Linked DNA regions of Sus scrofa: all the other regions are linked to region 3. The links are chromatin contacts, called in public Hi-C maps. All regions are on one chromosome and are shown on one strand. The core of a region is the stretch at or near the end of the contact, and the rest is flanking DNA. Distances in the headings are between cores, read along the strand shown.

Region 1 (3,888 bases), core at 1,052-3,551, 71 kb before region 3:
TCTGGTGGCCCAGTTACCTCTGGAGGAGGGAGTAAGCCAGCTCCCCCCACGACACACACAGCCACCCCAGACAGGCCTTGATACCGGACCAGATGCCAAATTCCTGTTTCAGGTGCCTAGGGCCCCACCCAGTGGCCCTGCCAACAAGCCCTCCATCAGCAGCTCTCCCCGGGGACACCCTGACCCAAACTCTCCTGTCCCTCTTCCCAGCCCCACAGTCCCTGGTGCTAGGCCCCAACCGGGGCAGGGTCTCTTCCCGGATGATCCAGGACAGCCACCAAGGCGTTCCTGGGCCTCAGTTTCCCCTATCTAGAAAATGGGACTCTCAATACTGGCACCAGAGCCCAAGCAGGTTCCTGGAGGACACAGAGTAAAGGTTTAAAAATGGAGCCAAAGAAGGCTGACCAAAGAGTGGTAGGAAAGGGGGTCCTGGGCTGGACACCCAATGCCAGCAGCTTCTCCCCCAGACCTAGTGCCCATTATCAACCGGAGAAGCTAGCAAGGCCACGCCCTGTCAGTGGGGGCTCCAACTGAGGATAGCTCAGGGTTCCTAGGTTTCCCAGGGGAGGAAACATTCACCCCCCACCCTGTCTCAGAGCCCACCAAAGTTTCAGGGATTTTCCAGGAGCCCAGGTCTGCACCCATTTCTGGCTGGGGGGTGGGGCAGCCAAAATGTGGTCAAATCCAGCCGTCCTCCCTGACCTAGAGCAGCAGCTTCCAGTGACCCAAGGCCCAGGGTGAGCTCTGGGGGGTAGGGGGGGGTGTTCCCCCCTGATGGGCAGGTCCGACCCCAGAGCAGGGGCCCCCATGCAAAGGAAGCTGCTCTGTGCCACCCCGGTTTCACTACAGCCGCCACCTCAGTGGCCAGGGCGACTTTGGAAGTGATATTTGACCCCAAGGGCGCGCCGTATCGATCCGCGCGGATGCAGACAATGGCCCCTCGAAGCTGCCAGCTCCACAGTCCAAGTTCCACGTTCGATTCCCGCGGGGTCCCCCGCGCACCGAGATTCCCAAGGGAAGGGATGCCCTGCGGTTGGGGGCCCACTCCTGACAGCACCCCAACCCTCCCCGCACGGAGCTGGCCCTTCTCAGGAGAAAAAGAAGGGAGGGAGGAGGAGCAAGTAACTGGGGCGGAAGCCACAAGGGACCACCTGATGGGGGGACCTGCAACGATACAGCGCCGACTGTATACACAATCCCAGGAATGCAATGAAGAGGGGGAGAGGGAGCTGTGCCCCTATCTCAGAGGGGGAGTGGAGGCCCAGAGAAGGTCAGTGCCAGGCCCAAGGTGACCGAGCAGGTCAGAGGCCCGGCCCAGGCCGGGCCGGGTGCCCAGCGGCTGTGCGCTGATAGGGGGCTCACCGGCAGGTGTAGCTGAGGTTGCGGCGGATGCTCCGCTTGAAGAAGCTCTTGCAGCCCTCGCAGGTGAAGACGCCGTAGTGCTTGCCGCTCGACTTGTCCCCGCACACCACGCAGTCCACCTGCAGCCCCGGCCGCTCCTCGTCGCCCGGTTCAGCGTCGCTGGCAGCCCCGGGGGGTGAGGCCGAGTCTTCCTCCGCCGCGCGCGGGTAGCCGCCCGCCTTGTCCACGCCGTTCGTGTCGCCGCCGCCGCCGCCGCCGCCGGGGCCGCCCCAGCCGCCGGTCACCATGGCCATAGCCCCAGGGCAGCGGGGCCGGGGCGCCCCCTCCGCGCTCCTCCTTCGGGGCACCCCTTTCGGCCCGGGAGACCCTACCCGGTGCGCATCCGGCCCCGGCGCGCGGGGGGCACCCGACTGCACCCCCCAAAAAAGTTTTGCAGTAACTTCCTGCGGCCGGTCCGCGCGCCCGGGCGGAACTGGTCGGGCCGGTTCCAGGCCAACTTTCCCACGCGTGCGCGGGGCCGGGCCTGGGGCCGGGGGGGCAACTAGAGGTGCGGGCCGGGGGCCCCGGGGACTCGCGCCCCGGCGCCCTGGGGCCCCGGCGGGGGAGCACGGGCCATGGCCCGGCCCAGGCTGCGCAGGGGGCGCCCTCTGGCCCGGTTGCCGCTCGGCCGAGGGCTGCGGCCAACTTAGCGGGCTGCCATCCGAGCGCGGGAGGCCAGGGGGAAAGTTTGGCCGCAAGTTGCTCGGCCGCCCGCGGCGGGGGGGAGGGGCGGCGGGCACGCGCCGGGGCCGGTCACCGCGCCCCCTGAGGCCGTCGGGCCCCCGGGCGGCCGCTCCGGGCCTGCAGGGCCGCGGGCCGGCGCTTCCTGAGCTGCCGCCCCCGCTACGGCCGCGCCCGCCCGGCCTGGGCCTGCGCCTGGGCCCGAGCCTGGCTCTCGCCGCCGCCGCCGACCCCGCGCGCCGGCCTCGCGCTGCGGCCGGTTTGACACACAACGTTCCATTCGCGGGGCGGGCGGGGGGCGGGGGCGGGGGCAGGGGCGCGCGCCGCGGGCTGGGGGCGGGCGCTCGTTGCCCCGGCGACGACCGCCCTTATAAGGACATGGGTGGCCGTGCGCGGCGCCCGGCGCCCGGGCCGGCGGGAGGGGTGAGGGCGGAGCGCGGGGCCGCTCGGCCTGACCCTCCCCCTCCCCCTCCCACCCCATCCCACCCCCGCCCTCACCCCGCTCCAGCCTTAACCCCTGCCGGGCCGCGGCGGGAACCTGGGCGACTGCTGCCCTCTGCCCTTCCGCAGCCTCGACAAGATGTCTCTCTAAGGCCCTCCCCTCCACCTCCGGCCTTGGACGTTGCGTCGCTCTACCGCCCTCGAGGTGCCCCTCGGCACCACCCCCCTGCCTTCCCGGCATAAGCAATAATGGGGGGCCAGTTGCACGCGGGGGGCACGCCCCTGCGCAACACACACACACACACACACACACACACCCCGGGCATTTCTTTGCACAGTTGCATGATGGATTGTGTTTGCTTCCTCTTCCAGAAAGTCGCTGCGTCCGACCCCCACCCCACCCTTTCTCTGCTTGGGCTAACACCTGGTGCTCGGAATCTCCGGGGGGAAGGGATGTTGTGGTCTGCAGCCGGCGGGGGCATGAGGTCAGGGGCCCCCTTACCAGAATTTAAGGCCTCTGGGGGCAGGGCGCCACCCGCCCAGCCCAGCGAGGCTGGAAGCAACAGGAATGCCCACCACCCCTGCCGGGGGGCCTGCCCCTTTTCCCCTTTAATTTCCTTTTCTTTCTGTGCTTCACCGAAAGGGCCTGGCCAGGCAGCCGGCTGGACTACAGATGTCTCTTCCAGGGTCTCCAGAGCCTCCCAGCTGCCATTCTGCCTCCACGTCACCCACCAAGAAGACCCTGGGCTGTTGTGGCCAGCATTTATTAAGCACACTTTGTATGCCCCCTTGCCGTCCTGGGCAAGGAAGCCTGAGCCTCTGTTTCTGGGCCTGTTAACGTTTAACTGGCTGGAAAAGCCCTTCCTGCAGTGACCTTTCACCTTGGAGTCCTGCAGGTCCAGGCACCCAGCCTTATCTATCGCCCTGCCCTGGATTGAGCTGGACACCAGGACACGTGGCTGGGCCTCTGACGGCTGCTGGCAGGATAGCTGTGCCCTCTGCCTCCATGGACTCCTAATCCCTCTCCTTTCAGGAAGGGTCTTTGGAAAAAGGCATTCCCCTCTCCAGATGACATCTGGGGATACACACTCCATGGTCAGGGCAGGAGATACTTGGAGATCATACAGCACTAACCAGGACACCAAGGTTCTGGAGATGCCAGGCAGTACAATGGCCAAGCCCTGGGCCTCTGGACCTCCCTAGGGAGTCTGGCTGGGTGTGTGTGGTGGGGGAGGTTTCAGCAAGTACAGAAAGCAAGAAGGACTAGGATTAGACATGAGCAAGGACTTTCCATGGGTCTGACTAGAGTGGAATTCTCTGCAGGGTAAGGTGCTCTAGGAGAGAGGGACCAGGATGGTTAGAGAG
Region 2 (4,012 bases), core at 249-2,748, 79 kb after region 3:
TGGAAAGTTGTATGTTCATATCTGATCAGACTGGGGATGTAGCATCTTTTTTTTTTTGGCTGCTCCCATGGCATGTGGAACTTTTCGGGCCAGGGATTGAACCTGTGCCACAGCAGTGACAAAACTGGATCCTTAACCCACTGAACCACCAGGGAGCTCTCATGTAGCATCTTTTTTCTTTTTCTTTTCTTTTTTGGCCACCCCACAGCATATGGCATTCCTGGGGCCAGGGATCACATCCAAGCCACAGTTGTAACTTAAGTCGCAACTGGGGGAATGCTGGATCCTCAACCCGCTGGGCACAGGGCTCCAGAGATGCCCCTGATCTCTTTGCACCACAGCAGGAACTCCCCTATAATATCTTTATTAAAGCACATTCGGACACAAAGGAATGCCCTGATTGATTCCTAGCCTCAGGGACTCAATAAATCAGTGCTTCAGATCACAGGGCACTTGGTGCAAAAGTATTCTTATCTTCTTCTTCTTCTTTTTTTTTTTTTTTTTTGTCTTTTTGCCATTTCTTGGGCTGCTCCCACGGCATATGGAGGTTCCCAGGCTGGGGGTCGAATCGAAGCTGTAGCTGCTGGCCTATGCCAGAGCCACAGCAACATGGGATCCGAGCCGCATCTGCGACCTACACCACAGCTCACCGCAATGGTAGATCCTTAAAAAAAAAAAAATCCCCAGAAATAAAAACAGAATATTGGTAACAAAATAAAGTCTAACCCTAAAAGAAAAAAAAAAAAAAAAATGGAGTTCTCGTTGTGGCTCAGTGGTTAACGAATCCGACTAGGAACCATGAGGTTGTGGGTTTGATCCCTGGCCTCACTCAGTGGTTCCCCTTGTGGCTCAGCAGATACTCTGACTAGTATCCATGAGGACGCAGGTTCCATCCTTGGCCTCGCTCAGTGGGTTAAGGATACCGCCATTGCCGTGAGCTGTGGTATAGGCGACAGACCCGGCTTGGATATGTCGTGGCTGTAGCTGTGGTGTAGGCCAGCGGCTACAGCTCAGGTTTGACCCCTAGCCTGGGAACCTCCATATGCCTTGGGTGCGGCCCTAAAAGCACCACACACACAAAAAACCCCCACCATTCCTTGCTAACAGGTGGTACAAAAAACAGGCAGTGGGCTAACCTATGACATTGCAGAAAACTGGAAACTACACAGGAGTAAACCTTCTGTTCCCTAATTTTCCATATTTTACTTCTGAGGGGTGTAAAAGTTTGTCTCCATACTGAGCACTTTCTTGTCTCATTTTAAAAAATGTGTATGTGAACAAGTTCTCAAGTTACACCAAGATTTCAAGGCTCAAGTTGGTCGGTATTTTTATTTAAACTAACCGTTGCATAACTCATGAAAGTCTTCTTTGGGGTGACTTCTGGAATTGTGAGTTTTTCACAGCTCACTCTCAAATTCTGGGGAATACTGACGTCAACTTTGGAAGAGAGGTTGACACTGCAAAGGATTCTGGGGAACGTAGTTCCGGTTTGCTGCTAGCGAGACATTTCCGGCGGAAGTTGATGGGCGTGAGGGGGAAAAAAAAGGAGACAATTTTCCGCAAACGTCGCTCACTGGCACACCTGGGGGACGCACGCAGTTGGCCGACAGCTTTCCCGGAACGCGCAAACGACGCCTCCTGGACTCCCGACCTCGCAAGGCTATCTGGGAGTTGTAGTTCAGTTTCGTGGCCAAACTCCGCCGTCCGGCCGCGGCTGGGAGGTCCAAGGCGGTCCATCGCCTTTGGATCTTGGTTCGGAGGATGGATCCGGGGCCCGGGACCGACGCGGCCCCGTTGGCTGGCCTGGCCTGGTCGTCGGCCTCGGCGCCTCCGCCAAGGGGATTCAGTGCGGTAAGCGACGTCGGGGAACCGGGGAAGTGTAGGGAGAGGCGGTGGCACTAGGGGCGAGGGGTTGAATGGGGGCAGAGGTGGCTGCGGCCAGGTAAGAGCCTGGCTGGCGCTGACCCGCGTCCGTGCCATAGATCTCCTGCACCGTGGAGGGAGCTCCCGCCAGCTTCGGCAAGACCTTCGCGCAGAAATCCGGCTACTTCCTATGTCTCAATCCTTTGGGCAGCCTAGAGGTAAGGGGCGCCCACCTTCGGAATCCCTGGGGTCCTTCCACTCCCCCTGTCCATTCGCGGGGTGCTGCCCGAGGCGTGCCGGTCACTCTTGCTGTGTTCCCCACCGCGTCCCCCCACCCCATCCCATCCCAGAATCCACAGGAGAACGTGGTGGTCGATATCCAGATCCTGGTGGACAAGAGCCCTCTCCCGCCGGGATTCTCCCCTGTCTGCGACCCCGTAGACTCCAGTGAGTCCTGTCGAAGGCGGGGGTGGGGTGGGGCGGGGTTGGAGGTGAAGGGCACATTCGAGTCTCTGCGGGAAAGAGCGGGGAGGGAATGGAGAGACCATAGGCGCGTGAGTTTTGAGCCTTGGCCACCCCCTCGACAGCACTTGGTAATGACAGTGTTGGCTGAGGACTTAGAGTTCTGATCCTGTACGGGGAAAATGTGCCCCGCCCTGCGTAAAAATGTTCGATTGGAAGCCTCTGTTCTAGAGTAAGTGTTCGGTCATTGCGACCTGTTTTATTTAATGTTACTAATACACCTTCTTCTTAGGTTGTAGCCAGGCTGAATCTTGCGCAGTTCTGTTTTACATTTCCAGGTTCTTACACACAGGCTCCAGTTGCCCTGGTGCTTTCCTGACAATGCTGACCACTCTGTTTTCTAACCATCAGGCTCTCCCTGCCTCCTGTGCCTTTTCCATGTATTGTCTTTTATATTTGACTCTCAGCATATATATCTGTTGGTGCAGGACTTGGCAGACTTTGTCTGTAAAAGGGCAGAAAGTAGATATATTAAATTAGATGGTGTCTGTTGCATATATATCCCTTTAAAAATGTAAAAGCCGTGGAGTTCCCGTCATGGTGCAGTGGTTAACGAATCCGTCTAGGAGCCATGAGGTTGCGGGTTCAATCCCTGGCCTTGCTCAGTGGGTTAAGGATCCGGCATTGCCGTGAGCTGTGGTGTAAGTTGCAGACGCGGCTCAGATCCTGCATTGCTGTGGCTCTGGCGTAGGCTGGCGGCTATAGCTCCGATTGGACCCCTAGCCTGGGAACCTCCATATGCCGCAGGTGTAGCCCTAAAAAGAAAAAAAAAAAAAAGAAGTAAAAGCCATGCGTAGCTGGTGAGCCATACAGAAACAGACTTTGGGCCAGATTTGGCTCTTAGGCTAGTTTGCTGACCTCTGGATTAGAGGGCTGGGGGAAAGTGAGTTCTGTCTTATCCCACAGCTACCCTACAAGTGCCTCTCTATGTCACTAAAGACGACCCTGTCCCAATGGGTCCTCAAAGCTGCATGGAGTTCCCTCCTATGGCTTTGCCATTCATGGTTTAACCAGATGGCTGTCTTAAATAGCAGCACCCTGGCCAGTGTCATCCTGGAGCCCTATGGACCCCTTCCCTGCTTCTTCCCTCTTGTCACTCCTCTGCCCCCCATTCCCAGAGGCTCTGTATCCAAGAAGAAACGCATGTGTGTTAAGCTGGTACCCTTGGGGGTCGCAGACACGGCTGTATTTGACGTCCGGCTGAGTGGGAAAACCAAGACAGTGCCTGGATACCTTCGAGTCGGGTAGGGCTGCCCCTCAGCACTCCCTCCTTGACCTCCCAACTCCCACATCTACCCCTCTGGCCCTCAAGGACTCCCATGGGTTCTCCCGTTCCTTCTGCCAACTCTCTGTGGCTCAGTTTCCACACGTTAAGATCGGGACAGTTGTACCAATCTTATGGGGTGGCCACGAGGAGTAAAAATGAGTTGGTGTGTCTAAAGCGCCTAGAACAGTGATTGAACCCAGCAACACTAGTTAGCATGTTGCTGAGGGTGTGAACTGAGATGTGAGGTCACCCAGAGGCCTGCCCTCCTCTGGCAGCTTTTTTTTTTTTTTTTTTTTAATTTTTATTAAAGTGTAGTTGACTTATAGTGTTGTGTCAACTTCACAGTACAGCAAAGTGACC
Region 3 (3,618 bases), core at 621-3,120:
CGTCGTTCTCTGGTTCTCGACTCCGCCCGTGTTGTTTTCTGAGTTTCGTTCTCGCCCGCCCACCTCGCTCTCTGGTGCTCGTCCCCGCCCGCACCGAACGCGAATTCTCCTCCTGGTCCCCGCCCGCACGGTATTCTGGGTCTCGTCCCCGCCCGCCGTGGACCTGGATCCTCCGCCTCCTAGCTTTAGTTTCCACATCTGTTTGGAATCCGAGGTGGACGTGGGAGGGGGCGGACCTAGTCGGGGGAAATTCCTGGTAGCAGAAATTTCAACCACCGCAGCAGGGATGAGAATAAATATATCAGAGCCTGCCTTAGGGCCTTAGCACATGCTGTTCAGCTATCTAGGACTCTCTTCACACCCTTTGTCCAGTTAACTCCAACACCTTTAAAGATGTAACGTCCTCAGAGAGGATCTGATTGTGTTACCAAATTTAGCAAATAAAAATACAGTCCTTCTGGAGTTCTCAACGTGGCGCCGGGGAAACGAATCCGACTAGGAATCATGAGGTGGCAGGTTCGATCCCTGGCCTCGCTCAGTGGGTTAAGGATCCGGCGCTGAGGTGAGCTGTGATGTAGGTCGCAGAGGTGGCTTGGATCTGGCGTTGCTGTGGGTGTGGCATAGCCTGGCAGCTGTAACTCCGATTCGACACCTAGCCCAGGAATCTCCATATGCCGCGGGTGCGGCCCTAAAAAGCAACAACAACAATAATAATATTACAGTCCTCCTAGTTAAATGTGAATTTCGGATAAATGAATAAATTTTCAGTATGTCCCAAGTATTGCATGGGATATAGTTACACTAAAACGTTACTCATTGTTTATCTGAAATTCACATTTAACTGAGTGCCCTGTATTTTGCCTGTCACTTGGACCTCCCGACCACCCTGAATGGCCTCCTCCATTAGACTGAAAAGCCAGCGCGCGCAGAGTCCCAGGCAAATTCTGTTCTCACACAGTAGGCACTTGATGTATACTTTCGACAGACAGAACTCGGAGACGGCGAATGTCATCGTTTGCCCTTCTTTACAAATGAAAAAATTGAGCAGAGCGAGGCATGGGGTCTTTAGACCTGTATCCTGTTCGTCTTCCCAAAGTATATGAGCGCCGCCCTCCCGCTCCGTCCTAGAACCAGAGAATTAGTCGTGCGAAAGCGTCCTGCTGAGATCCCACCCGTCCGGTGCCTGGAATTCCACCATCTGCGCTTTATTCCATCAGCCGCCGCTGTCCTGGGTTAACCTGAAAGTAATCTCTGAGACTCCCCTCTGGCTTTCGGGGAGCCATAGACCAACCGAACACTCAACTCTGCAGCAGCAGACCTGGGCCAGAGTAGCCCAGAGGGGCGAGAGGACTGTGCTGGGGGTTCTAGGGAAGCTTCCTGGCAAAGGGGACCTTGGAGCTAGGCACTGAGGCTGAGCTTGTCAGAGGAAGAAGGGTATACGAGGCCATGGAGACAGCGGGAGGAAATCTAGGGAGGGGTGAGAACTGTAGAGTTCCGAGAAAACTAGAAATCTTCCCAGAAGTATGGACAAGATTTTCCCAGGGTCAGTGCATAGGTTCCCCGGAATTCTCTCCCGGTCACTGAGATGCTCTTGCTTCGCCTAAGGCTATGTAGTGGCCAAACGGGACTCAAATCCTTTCTTCTCCATAATTCCCACCGCCCTAAGCCAAGCCCTGTTCTTACCCCCACCCTCTTTTCCGGTATCTCAGATCCCTGCTGCTCTAGGATCCCAAAAATTCTGTCTAATGTTGCAGGGGGAACACCATTTAGCTGCACCCGGAGTGCTAGCACCCTGTCCTTTCCTGGAATCAGCCAATAGAAGCTAAGATCTTCAGTGGGTGGGCGGTACGTCTTCTACGGGGCCCAATGGTAACCGAGAATTGTTGAGCCCTTTACGGATCACGCCGCGAGGTGGGCGGGGCTAGCCCCGGCTGGGCGCTGCCAAGGCTGGTCGCTGATTGTGAATCCATGTGGCGGGTACTATGGACCCTGGTAGCCCGGGCGGCACGTGGGCCTCTCAGGTGGGGCTTCTCACTTGGGGGAGGGGGTGTGACGGCGTAGGGCGCTGCTTGGGGCCCAGATCCTCTCCCTAGGATCTGGAGGTCCAGTTCCCTTTGGCAGAGCCGTATTTTTGGTCTTCTTCCAAGGCTCTGTCCATCCCCCTGCCGCAGAGCCCACATGTGGATCAACTTCTCTCAGACATCTCTATTCAGTCATCTTACGGCCTCAAACCTTCCAATCTTTTCATCCCCCCGGCCGCAGAACTTACACTTGGGGCATCTCCTGACCATCTAGCCTTCGATCCACCTGCCACTCTGGCGGCAGAGTTTCTCAGAACACTGACTCTCCTCCTCTTCCAGTTCCAGGCCGTGCCCGCGCCAGAGCAGTGGCGCCCCGGCCCTGGGTCCCGGGTCCACTATCTTCGCACTGAGCTCTGGCCAAGGCCGCTGCGGCATCGCTGTCATTAGAACCAGCGGCCCAGCCAGCGGGCACGCCCTCCGGAGCCTTACGGCGCCCCGGGACTTACCCCCGGCCCGCAAAGCCTGCCTGCGCCTCCTCAGCGACCCCTGCTCTGGGGAGCCTTTGGACCGCGCGCTGGTGCTTTGGTTTCCAGGTGAGGGACTTCAGATCTGCAACCTCATATAGCTTCTATGACCCAACTTCCTCCTTCCGGACTTTTACCCAGGTGGTATCCTCCTGACACCTATCTCCTCACCATACTAGGTCCCCAGAGTTTCACCGGTGAGGATTGCGCGGAGTTCCATGTGCATGGAGGCCCAGCTGTGGTGAGTGGTGTCCTGCAGGCCCTGGGTGAGTCTGCAGCCTTGGGTTTAAGGTGTGGCTATATACCAGTGGGCCTGGATAGGAACCAAAAGGGGCTTAGGACCCTGAACCTTCCTGCAGGCAGTGTGCCAGGGCTGCGGCCAGCAGAGGCAGGCGAGTTCACCAGGAGGGCATTCGCCCATGGGAAGCTGAGCCTGACTGAGGTAGAGGGGCTGGCAGATCTGATCCATGCAGAAACTGAGGCGCAGCGGCGGCAGGCCTTGAGGCAGCTGGACGGGGAGCTGGGCCACCTCTGCCAAGGCTGGGCAGAGACCCTCACTAGGGCAAGTACACCATTTGCTCATCACTTGCCTGTCTAACCTGCATGAGAGCTTCCTGTGAGCCCAGTCGGGCACCTTGGGCCGGGCCAGACCTGGGCACACTGGGGGGTGGGTTCCTGGGTGATCACACTACCCAAACTCACCTCTTTCAGGCTCTGGCCCATGTGGAGGCCTATATTGATTTTGGTGAGGATGACAACCTAGAGGAGGGCGTCCTGGATCAAGGTGGGTCTGCCTGGGGGTGGGAGGTGGGGACATCTGGCATCTCAGCCCTTAGAGACCCCCTTACTCTCCCTCCTGCTTTCTTCCATCTACAGCTGACAGCGAAGTGCGGGAGCTAGAGGTGGCATTGGGCACACACCTTCGAGATGCCAGGCGTGGACAGAGGCTTCGCTCAGGGGCGCACGTAGTGGTTGCTGGACCTCCTAATGCCGGCAAGAGCAGCCTGGTGAACCTGCTCAGTGCGTGGGCAGGGGGGCGGGGCCCGGGGCAGGGGGTATACTAGGAGCTGGGG

What was found. Hi-C and Micro-C count contacts between places; a contact is called where the count stands out from the background.
Region 1: a Hi-C map of liver shows a contact between it and region 3, with 6 times the contacts expected there. The contact joins the promoter of NR2F6 here to the promoter of GTPBP3 in region 3. A contact is called at or near these places in 1 of 47 Hi-C or Micro-C datasets (liver) and 1 of 2 datasets of contacts at active chromatin or transcription factors (alveolar macrophages).
Region 2: a Hi-C map of liver shows a contact between it and region 3, with 5 times the contacts expected there. The contact joins the promoter of MVB12A here to the promoter of GTPBP3 in region 3. A contact is called at or near these places in 14 of 47 Hi-C or Micro-C datasets (alveolar macrophages, blood, brain and 6 more) and 1 of 2 datasets of contacts at active chromatin or transcription factors (alveolar macrophages).

Annotation. Positions count from the first base shown.
Region 1 is chr2:60,424,529-60,428,416 of Sscrofa11.1, reverse strand. NR2F6 (nuclear receptor subfamily 2 group F member 6) reads right to left here and starts at 2,301. Exons shown (of 4, transcript XM_021083574.1): 1 at 1,363-2,301. The coding sequence starts at 1,655.
Region 2 is chr2:60,273,458-60,277,469 of Sscrofa11.1, reverse strand. MVB12A (multivesicular body subunit 12A) reads left to right here and starts at 1,498. Exons shown (of 10, transcript XM_021083558.1): 1 at 1,498-1,851; 2 at 1,983-2,081; 3 at 2,214-2,310; 4 at 3,504-3,629. The coding sequence starts at 2,054.
Region 3 is chr2:60,353,655-60,357,272 of Sscrofa11.1, reverse strand. It overlaps GTPBP3 (tRNA modification GTPase GTPBP3, mitochondrial), which reads left to right and starts at 1,870. Exons shown (of 8, transcript XM_021083561.1): 1 at 1,870-2,021; 2 at 2,361-2,614; 3 at 2,725-3,107; 4 at 3,257-3,329; 5 at 3,422-3,565. The coding sequence starts at 1,969. It overlaps ANO8 (anoctamin-8), which reads right to left and starts at 79. Exons shown (of 19, transcript XM_021083565.1): 1 at 1-79.